2 separate regions of the Mus musculus genome follow, and region 1 is linked to region 2. A link is a contact called in public Hi-C data. All regions are on one chromosome and are shown on one strand. The core of a region is the stretch at or near the end of the contact, and the rest is flanking DNA. Distances in the headings are between cores, read along the strand shown. Region 1 overlaps Gm32098 (a long non-coding RNA gene). Region 2 has its middle 32 kb from the start of Gm31843.

Evidence for each region. Hi-C and Micro-C count contacts between places; a contact is called where the count stands out from the background.
Region 1: a contact with region 2 is called in a Hi-C map of cerebellar granule neurons, with 2.4 times the contacts expected there. The contact joins two enhancer-like sites. A contact is called at or near these places in 2 of 39 promoter capture datasets (hippocampal neurons and pre-B cells), 21 of 484 Hi-C or Micro-C datasets (cardiomyocytes, cerebellar granule neurons, cerebellum and 12 more), 5 of 115 datasets of contacts at active chromatin or transcription factors (acute myeloid leukemia, embryonic basal ganglia, embryonic limb bud and 2 more) and 2 of 9 other capture datasets (embryonic tail and embryonic trunk).

What each region holds. Positions count from the first base shown.
Region 1 is chr8:26,679,516-26,684,561 of GRCm38.p6, forward strand. The region is part of intron 2 of Gm32098 (a long non-coding RNA gene); the gene reads right to left. Among named protein-coding and RNA genes, the nearest start is that of Gm32098, 17 kb to the right of the region's middle. Within about 2 kb of position 1,791, at least 14 of the 459 cell types and tissues checked have an H3K27ac peak or open chromatin away from gene starts, as enhancers often do. A contact at or near this core is called in cerebellar granule neurons, where this site is marked.
Region 2 is chr8:26,347,482-26,352,911 of GRCm38.p6, forward strand. No RefSeq gene overlaps it. Among named protein-coding and RNA genes, the nearest start is that of Gm31843, 32 kb to the right of the region's middle. Within about 2 kb of position 1,975, at least 5 of the 459 cell types and tissues checked have an H3K27ac peak or open chromatin away from gene starts, as enhancers often do. A contact at or near this core is called in cerebellar granule neurons, where this site is marked.

The sequences.
Region 1 (5,046 bases), core at 541-3,040, 330 kb after region 2:
CCATTTTTAATGTCTGATATTTCAATGGACATAGGGACCAACGTAAGTCAGAAATTGACTTTGTTCAAAGATAGATAAAATGTGGTATAAAAGGTGAGTGCCCATTATCTTAAAACTATTTGGAGAGGTTGGTAGTTGTTGCTTTTAAGTTCAAGAAGAAAGTATGGAGTTATAAAAGTATGTATATACCTGTTTGTGTACATGTGTGTATGTATGTATACATGTATGTGTATACATGTGTGCATGTGTGTGTGTGTGTTGCCCCTTTGCTCCCCATCACATGGGAACATGAGATTTCTAGGCAGAGATTTTGATCGAAGTGCTGGTCACCAATGAGTGGTTGCCAAAAAAGGCACTACTCACTTTTGCTAGACCTGCCTTGGTATAGCTCTAAATCTCCAAAGACTGTGAAGGTGACTTTAAGAGGTCAGACAAGGGCACAGGACAGATAGACAGAAAAACAGTTGACCTTAACAGCCTTTCTCCTGGCTCCCCTCCGCTAGAGAGTTCTGCCTCTGGGTCTCAGTGATGTGGGATTCCTGCAGAGAGGGAAAGCAGAGGAGGGAGGCAAATATGGGGAGCCCAGATAGTTCCCTGCTGCACAGGCAGTCACCAGGAGAGTGACAGCAGAGACAGATGAGCCCCAGCAGCTAGGGCCTGCTCTTACACAAAATTCCTTCATCAGCAACTCCCTGCAACCATCCGTTAATCTTCTGGTGAAGGTACATTTGTGTATTGCCTTCCCAGGTAACCTAATCTACCATCTCCTTTATGCATATGTGTGTCTGAGGTATTTTTTTAAGGGATGGCACCAGGGGTGGGGTACTCACCAAGAACCAATCTGCCCAACTGTGCATTGCTGCAGGATTTAAACCCAGAGACTGCATCAGAAAGACAACAACAGCATTGGCCAACCTGTACTCCCCGCTCCCTACCTATGGAAAAGTAGATCCTCAAATGGCCTAAAAATGATAGACAGATGGATAGATAGATAAAGTCTATTATTAGAAGTAATGTGTAACTAATTAAGACAAGCAGTTTTTCTACATCTGTGTGAGTTCTAAGATAACTTACCAAAAATCATTTTAGTTGCAGCAGAAATAGAACCAGAGAAACTGAGGTGAAAGACATCAATCTATTTATACTCTACCTCCAAATACAGCCCAGGGGATAGATGCATGTATGCATACATACATTCATGTGTATGCACACACACGCACACACACACACACACACATATCCCTGACTTAGAGCATTTGGAAGAGGTCTGATCCTTTTAATTCATTTCTTTAAAAAAACAAAAACTATTTGGTGATAATATTGTCTAATTTTGAAAACCTCTTTCTGCTCCCAGCCTACAAAGACAGATTTTTGAGCATGACTGAGACAGGCATATTGGCAAAAACATGAACACAGCGCACATGCACACAAACACAGACCTCCGCGCTCCCACTCAGCCGCCCACCCATCCTCACGTGTTCCATGTGCCCAAACAGAAACACAAAGACACAAACATTCTGACATCACTGGGAAGCCGGGCTGTGCTTCCTGCAGAGTTAACGGCTGTCTTCCCTGTGTTTCTGACGTTGGAAGTTTCCAGCCGCATTAAAACAATCTGTGCTCCTCTGGGCACAGGAAGCATTTCTGTAGACACTCGGTCTGACCAAGCTGGAAGCAAGTGTGGACGAGGACAGAGGACTCTGGGATGGGAAGAGTAGAGTGTACTCTTTGCCTGCCTCTTGTAGCCCAACTTCCCTTGCAGAACAAGCCTGGCCTGAGCCAACTCCTCCCCTTCTGGTCTGCTGGCTAACTACCAGGAGGTGTTGAGTAGTTCAGCACTGTGTTACAATCCATCTTCTCCTTCTCGCCGTGGTTTTTTGCCTCATAGCTGGTAAGAGGGCTCCCTACTTTGGGTGGATCCTATTGACTCTTGACTTGGACATGCAATCTGCTTTGATCTAGATTGGACAATTTGTTTCCACTTGTGATTTTTGTACTTTAGTCCACTGGTCCCAGGAGGAGACCCACAAAACCCGAAGTTGGGTCAGCTTACCCACAGCCCAAACCATCTGATTGATCTGCAAGGCAGTGAGAAGGGATGGTTGCTCTTTTCACTCATTATGGGTACTTGCTGTGGTACAGCACTTTGAGGACAATGGCTAACAGACTCAAGGACCCTCAGCCATCTCTTAAGACATACAACACAGGATTTTACCTTCCTATAGATGAGACAGCTTCAAAGAGTTCATTTTCCAGAAGTCTCGCAGTGGGGAAAAGAACAGTAGCAAGCAGACCCTGGATACCCAGAGAGAGAAGGGCCTGTGGTAAGGAAATCTTTCTTTCATACTTCTAGCTTCAATACTTCATACATGACTCACAGAGAGCCAGAATCTAGTTGTGTGACGTATCCCATCCCCCACGCATTCAGGGGCTTGGATTTTGTGTGTGTATACAGTGGACCCTGGTATATCTTCCTCCACATAGAGGACCCTAAATGCCTGTGTGTCCTTTGACTAGAAACTCTTGCCAATGGGTCCTATTGCACCAAGGCCACACCTGCCTGCCCCTCAACGTGACCCACCTAAGGGTTGAGACAGGGCAGAACCAAAAAGACAAAGGAGCTCAAGTCACAACCCCCAGTTTTTACTTGCTGTGAGTCCCCTGGCCAGTCCCTGCTCTGGTTTGTGTGGGGTTGCAATTAAGATTTCAAAATGATTTTATTGTAGAAGACCAGAGTGGGCACTCTACAACAGAGACAGGATTCCCAGGAAAGCAGACCAGAAGGTCCCTTCTACCTACATCTGATGAGCTAGAGAGCCTTTGATTGGAGGGGAAGGCACACAGGTAAGGGCGGGAGGCAATCTTCAGAGAAACCCAGGGCAGCTCTTCAGGACACCAGGGCTCCTAAGGTTATGCCTGGGTTCAATGTCTCAGTATTTTCAGCTCAGCTTCCACATATAAAAGGTCAAGGGGAAACCCATGCCAGGGATACCACACACCCCAAAAGCTCTCTCCTTCCTATTTTTTAAAGAGTAACAAAAATGGTCTCAAAAGAAAGGCAAGAGAGGAGTAAGGTGTGTAAGGGCAAGACAGACAGAGACCAATATGGGAGGAGATGAGCAGACGAAAGACGTGTCACTCAAACAAGACAATCACAGCTGGAGAAACCAGACTCTGCCACAGGAGGAGGAGACGGAAATGGCATGGGGTCCCTCAGAAGGGCTGTGATCTCACAACCATATAAACTGGATGCTTGAGACCCCTAACAAGCTAACACTTGAAGTCTCCAGTGTGGCTGTGTTAAGAGATGGTGTCTCTACAGAAGTAATTAAAGAAAAATGAGATTGTGAGAGTGAAGGCTGGTGTGAACATATTCGACGTCTCCTCAGAGACACCAGAGTGCTCTCTCGCTCTCCTATGTGGGTACACAACGATAAGGTAGCTGGAAGATGTCCCTCAAGAAAACAGATTTTTCCAGAGCCTTGCTCTTGTGCATCCAGGTTCCAAAACTATTAAGAAATTAATTTCTGTTAAATCGATGGCATCTTTGCCTTTTCTTTAAACCATCTCAAGACCTGGCTCCAAAGCATCTTGTGCCCTCTCTCTCTCTCCCTCCCTCCCTCTCTCTCTCTCTCTCTCTCTCTCTCTCTCTCTCTCTCTCTCTCTCTCTCTGTGTGTGTGTGTGTGTGTGTGTGTGTGTGTTTAAATGGAGTTACCCTAGTGCAGCCTATATAGCAAGCCAACTGGAGGAAGCTTCTTGAACAGTACCCACTTGGTTTCTCTCTGCTCCTCTCAGAAGCCACAGTGTCAGGTGTGGGATACTGCCCCTCAAGTCATTTGTCAGGGGCAACCCTGAGACCCGCCACAACAATACAGGCCATTTCCACTTTACTTTGTCACCTACCAGAACTTGATGGTAAGAGCCTCTTGCTGAAGTCACCACAGGCTTTGGTCACAGGACGTGAATGAGGAAACCAAGTTGGTACTGTGCAGAAAGCCCTTCTATCTCTTGGCTAGCTTTCATAGCACTAGAGGGTTCTATGCAGTCTGCTGATGGAAAAAGGGGCTCACCTCTTATCTGCTTATGAACCCTGTGAAGTAAAACAATAACGGGAATTTCCATAGAGTAGTAGCATGGATTTTATGGGTGTAACCAACCACTTTCTGGTTGAATTTAAGGCTTTATCCACCAAAAGAGATGCATACCTGGTATGGTACATCTGGCCAAGGACACATAATTGGGGGTCTCATAGGTCCCATGGGTAGACTCATAGCATCAGTCTGTTATTCTACTAAGTGGACATAGCATTAGACTGCCCTTGAAATTTGTGACTATACCAATAGGTTACTTTCGAGATCAGAGAAGTTTCCTTATGAAGTGGACAGTGGTCAACACAGAAACTTACAGCTGACCCAATTGCAGGGACTCCGTGAGTATGAGGATCAGTGTGGTGAACTCAGTCTGTATCACCCCCATAGATCCTGAAACAGAGCCTGTATCAAGGCTCTGGAGCCAGTTCAAAAGAGGAGTGGAAACGTGCAGAAGCCACGGGGTGGAGAACACTAGAAAGAGAGTTTTAGACCCAATACAACGTCTGCACTCATGAACTCAGGGCTGTTGTGGTTGCCTACACAAAGTCAAGCTAGTCAACATCCGAGCACAGAGGTAGGAAGGAGGGGTCTGTGAGGCCCCACCCAAAGCAGGTATTAACACTTGATGGCTTCTAGGAGAAGGAGAGCCAGTTTTCTTTCAGAGTGAGGCCCTGGTGGCTAGCCATGCTCCAGTGAATGGAAGACAGGAAGTCAGGAGAGGATAAGGGCCTGAGAAGGTGTATCTGGGAGGAGCTAGAGGAGGGCATGGGAAGATGATCAAAGAATATTGTATGGAATTGTCAAAGAATTAACAAAAATGATGTATTAAAAAATAACTGGTTCCTTCAGACATTTGAGTATCTTACATTGATGGGCCTTGAAGATCTCCTTCAGGTCCCCCAAGAACTACTTAGGGTGGCATTTCCCAACCTGTGGTTTGAGACCCTTTGGGGT
Region 2 (5,430 bases), core at 725-3,224:
ACCATCCTGGACAAGAGATTCCTGGCTTGCTTCACCTCACAGAGCTGGTGAGTGGCACAGTAGGGAATTTTTTTTTTCTTTTTTTTGAAACAAGTGTTTTTCTGTGTAGCCCTGGCTGTCCCGGAACTCACTCTATAGACCAGGCTGGCCTCGAACTCAGAAATCCGCTTGCCTTTGCCTGCCAAGTGCTGGGACTAAAGGCGTGCGCCACCACTGCCCGGCCATAGTAGGGATTTTAGACTGGCTTTGACTTGGCCAGCTTGAGCTTGCTCACTCTCTCAGCCCAATCATTCTACCATGGGGCGTGAAGTCTAGTCACAAGTTTCTTCCAGTAGGAAGTCTCCTGCAGAGTCCTCAGTCCTCCACAAGGCTACTCTATCAACCAGTCCCTCTCTTCCCCTGGCCAGGACATTCTGACCCCTCATTGCTACCACTAAAGCCAGCAGCAGCAAAGGGAATTCCAAAGACTCACTGTATAAAAAGTTCTTCCTTTCGTGGCGGAGGGTGGAAGGGCAGGGTCCTGTCTGGCTTCGTGAAGGGCTTTTCTGAGTGTCTGGTAAGGCTAGCTGCAGGGGCCTTTCAGAGTAAACCCGGCAATGAACCTTAGGTATGACCTCCCTCAGGACCACAGAGGAAGGGAGCTGCTTTCAAGGTGGGTCAGGAACCCAGGCAGCCTTTATATCCATGCATCCCAGAGAATGCCCACAGATTTGGGGTCACCTGGGGGTCTTTGGGCCACTCTCTTGCTCTATACCAGAAGTGTGTACAATCACTAGGCGGTCTCTCCTCTCTCCTCTCAATGTACCTGAGTGTGTACATTTACGTAAGGCTCCTGCAGTGAGCAGGGAAAAGATTAAGGTGAGGTAAGAAGATGTCTAAGCTGGGAGTGGAGGTACACACCATTGACCCCAGCCCTGAGGAGGGAGAGGCAGGGCATCCACTGGGAGGAGGTTCTTTCTTGCCTTCATGTGGGTTCTGGGGATATCCAAGTTATACTAGAATGTTTCTAAACACAACAGATATTTACATTCGAACTATTTGCCCATTTCACTGTCACGGAGCATCCCAAAGATGCAGGGAGATATTTAAGGGTTCAGTTTGGAGTATATTGACCCTAAATCAGTGGTTCTCAACCTTTTTAGTCCTGCAGCCCTCGAACACAGTTCCTCAGGTTGTGGTGACCCCTAACCGTAAAATGATTGTCTTTGCTACTTTGTAACTATGACTTTGCTACCATCATGAGTTATAATGTAAATATTTAGAAAGACAGGCTTGCCAAAGGGGTTGAAAGTTGCTGCCCTAGACTGATACATAAATAACTCTTACCATGATGGGCTCAGACCACTGGCTAATGCATGTGGGTATCAGCCAGTATTTTCCAAGCTTCCATAATTGTCTTAGGGATCGGTACCCCAAATCAGTATGTCTTTTATCATCATCTTTTGTACCTTGGTGAATCTTGGGCTGGTAAATTGTCCAGTGGCTCAAAGACAAAGCAAGTAATTTCTGAGTGTCCCGACCTTGCCCCAGGCCTCCTGGACTTAATTCTATTAGCCTGAATCTATTCCTTGCGCATAATCTCAGAATCGGGCACAGTATTTTCCTGTGTTACTTACTGTCAGGATTGCAATTCCCATTATTATTTTATAAATCAGGGCTTTTACCCTAACAATGCAGAGGGCCAGTTTTGGTGGTGATTGTACTCTAATGGACCAATCTGGCCGCAATTGCGATATAAATAGACGAAAGCACTTGGTTAATTTCTACAGAAATTAGGATAGCAGCAAGAGCAAATATTGGATGGAGGGAGACAGCATCCACTTAGGCTGCAAGCCAAGGTCTTTAGAAGAGCACGGATTAGAGGCTAAATTCCAAATTTAAAACCTTCTGCTAACGGCTCACTCAGTTTCACCCACCTCTCTCCATGAAGGGCTTGGACCCAGAGATCAACAGATGGTGGAACCGTGTGGCACTTCCCTTTTGCCGGAGGCATCTCAGAGACCCTGGGCAGCCCGAAGGAAAAGGCGAAGCCTACTGTATACGGGGTTCACCTACAAACCTAGCACCCTGTGTTGGGAGGTGAGGCAGGCTTTTTTTTTTTTTTTCCTTTTTTAGTGACTGCCACTTCTATGGTGCCTGGTAAGGCTAGCTGCAGGGCCCTTTGGAGGGCTCTTTAAGGTCATAATGCAGAAGACTGTCACCTGCGATGGGACACTGAAACACCAAGACTACAGCCCCTCACAGGCCATGAAAAGCACAGGCTACCGCTTGGGTTGTTGGCCAAATATGGAGAAATTACCAGGGGCCTAACAAGCAGCTTAATGGGTGTAGTCCATTATTACAGGCCAGGGCCATAGGAGGCTTCCATGAAATGTATTTGGGGTGGAATTTTTTTTTTTTTTATCATTCCAGCAGCTACACAGGAGAAAAGGGGGTCACACCCAGAGGATCTGATCTGGTTTTTCTAAACTGGTCTAAGTTCTCCTGTTTAAACAGCCAAGTCAGCCCTAGTAGGCAGCAATGTATTGATTTTTTTTTTTGGCACTGCCAGAATCAATCTGAACAAAGCCATTCAGCGCTACGTAGAAGCCAGCTGAACTCAGACAAGCAGGGTGGACTCTTTCTGTTAAGCTCTTGAGCAATCAGCAAAATGGCTTCGATGCTGTCTCCACTGAGGAAATTACATATATAACTGTAACCCCCTGCTTTCAATTTCATCCCAGTTCCTTACATCCCCCTTACTTCTACCTCTATACTCCTGAGCCCCTGAGAAGATGGCAGCAGGTAAGAATACAGGGTGATGAGAGGCTCTTGTATGCACTGTCAAAAGTCTCTTTCGGTAGGATTATGAACCCCTGACCTCTGACCCAGGGTTCAAAGGCAGATTGATTATTTCCTTGAATAAAATTGATTGTCCGGTTGTACATTATATGGATATTTTAAGACTTTCCCGACTAATACTATCTGACCATCAGCTTACCCCCTCGCCTCTTGATAGTCATAGACCTTTCTAGGTGGATCCATGCTGACCGTTAAGACAGTTTTGGCTTTTTCCTTCCCTGCTCCCTGTGGTAATATCTGGGTTTATCATGTAATATTTCTCAGAACTCCCCGAACATTGGTTGACCCAGAAGGCCAGTAGAATGTAGTATTAACATCCTCAGGGGTAGTTAAGTTGCTTTTATGTAGCTGTGACCAAAAAACCCATGAGAACAACTCACCAGAGGGGAAGAAGGGGGAGCTTTCTGGCTCACAGTTATGTGGTCTTATGTGCTTTGGCGGAATATCGCAGTGGTAGGAGAATGCAGCAGAGGGACCTCTTCGTCACAGGAAGGGACTGGGTGGAAGCCCTAAGGATCTGACCCCATGACCTACTTCCTGTAGCTAGGGCTCATTTCCTAAAGTGTCTAGAACATCTCAAAATACCACCAGTTGCTAGGGGTCAAGTGTCCATCAGATGTGCTCCCCGGGGGGGGGGGCATTTTGTATCTAAACTGTAACTGGGCAAGACAGGGCATTTCTAGCAGCTGTTTGTCTGTTGGCTGTCTATCCTCTCTATTTGGCAGTTTCCTCACCAAAGGTTCAACAGGCTTGAGGTGGGTGTCCTCTCAGGTCTCCCCTACTGCTCGTTTTTCGTGACACGCTCTGCTAAGGCTCTCCCAAGGCTCCCCCAACCCTCTTCCATCCTCTTCAGCAATTTTGTACCAACTCTGATGTTCTGACCAGCATGGTTTGACTTCTACAGAAACACCACCCTACCAGATAAGATGAAGTGCCCGGAGCTCTGTTAGAGTCAATTTTGTGCAAGGTTAATGTGATCTCCCTCATCCTGGCCATTGAAGTCCTGGCAATTCTAGATTCTTCATGCCCCAGGATGCCCTGTTGGTGCAAGGGTTAATACCACCTGTCAGAACCCCACGGGGATTGGACTGTGTCTGGAGGTAGTGAGTTTTAAACATCTCATGCTAGAAGACAGAACGTTTCTTTTACTTTAGCTTTTATTGGGACTTTAAACGTAGCCAAGGCATTAAAGAAAGAGGAAGGGGGAAAAATAAACTTGGAAAGCTTTTATACTTTTTGTAAAAAAAAAAAAATCATTTCTTTTTTTTTTTCTTTTTTTAACCATTACCCAAATCTCCTCCAAACACACAGACCCTACAGTATCCCTATTAAATTATATAGAGCGAGTCCAGCCCTTGACTGTCAGCGGGGCCCATCATTCCTAATTTATCGCCCCAGGAAACACAGTACAATTATGGTAATAAATAATAATAGGATTCAGTACATGACAACATGAATGATGGAGCCTCTCAGAATTCATTTACATTGCTTTGTGTTGCAATCATCGTGCCTCTAATGTAACGCCAAGCAAATGAGCCCCTTTGAATATTGTGCAATCTATCGCAAGTCAACTGGCACAAAACTCACTCAATAAATCATGTTCAAACACATGCCTGTAATGACAGGTAAATCAACAATGAAGTAATTGCATTTAATGTATTGAAATACTGGACAAAAAAAACCCAGTGACCTCAAAGTGACTTTTTGTAAAAGGTATGATATAGTTGCAGAGGGAGAGAGCTCTCCTTCCCGGGAGTCTTGCAGTGCTCAGATGCACACGCCATTGCTGAGGCTGCTGTCCCTGGGCAAGCCCTGATTTACTGCCTTCACTCCGCAGTGAACACCGGAGCAGGCTGCCAGACACTTCAAGAAGGTGTTTGCCAGCATGGATGAGAGAGTCACAAGCTCCAAGCAGCGCAACCTCTCCTCCACCCGGGCTGTCGCCCACTCAGAAAACCTTCTGAAGGGGGCAGGGAGAGCGCTGTGTCAGGAGCCAGAGGGATGTGGCTCCGCCCTGCTCCGGGACTCAACTAGATTGCTCTACAGCTTTAGCCAAGCTCTTCCGCCTTTCGGCCCTTTATGAAATGAAGCATCTGGATCGTCATGTCTGAAATTCACTGCAATTCTAACATTCTCTGAAGCTCTGATTCCAATTAGGGCGGGGGGTGGTGTCTTTGCTTTTAAGCGGAAAATAAAAATAATAAAAGCCTGGGCTCTTCTTGCCCCCGAGTGTCGGAGGCACTGGTTTGAATCAGCGTGCATCTCTTCATCATTGTTTCTGTCGCCGAGGACCTGTGTGCTTCTAATTTCTGTGAAACTTGGGCCCTGCCCCTTTCTGGGCAAGCAGACAAGTCTGAAAATAGGTCCCCAGGGGTTGTGTGGATGGATAACAGACAACATGGAAATGACAGCCTTCCCTACATTCCCCATCCTTTCCACCCCAGCTCCCCTCTTCCCAGGGACCATGTCAAAGAGAGATGAAGCAGAGCCTCTTCGAAGCCAAAGGCCACTTAAGAAACTTTTCCGCTCTTGTAGAAAACTCACTCTTGGCCGAAGGCTGCTCCAGATCAGCCCTGCCTGCAGTGTCTG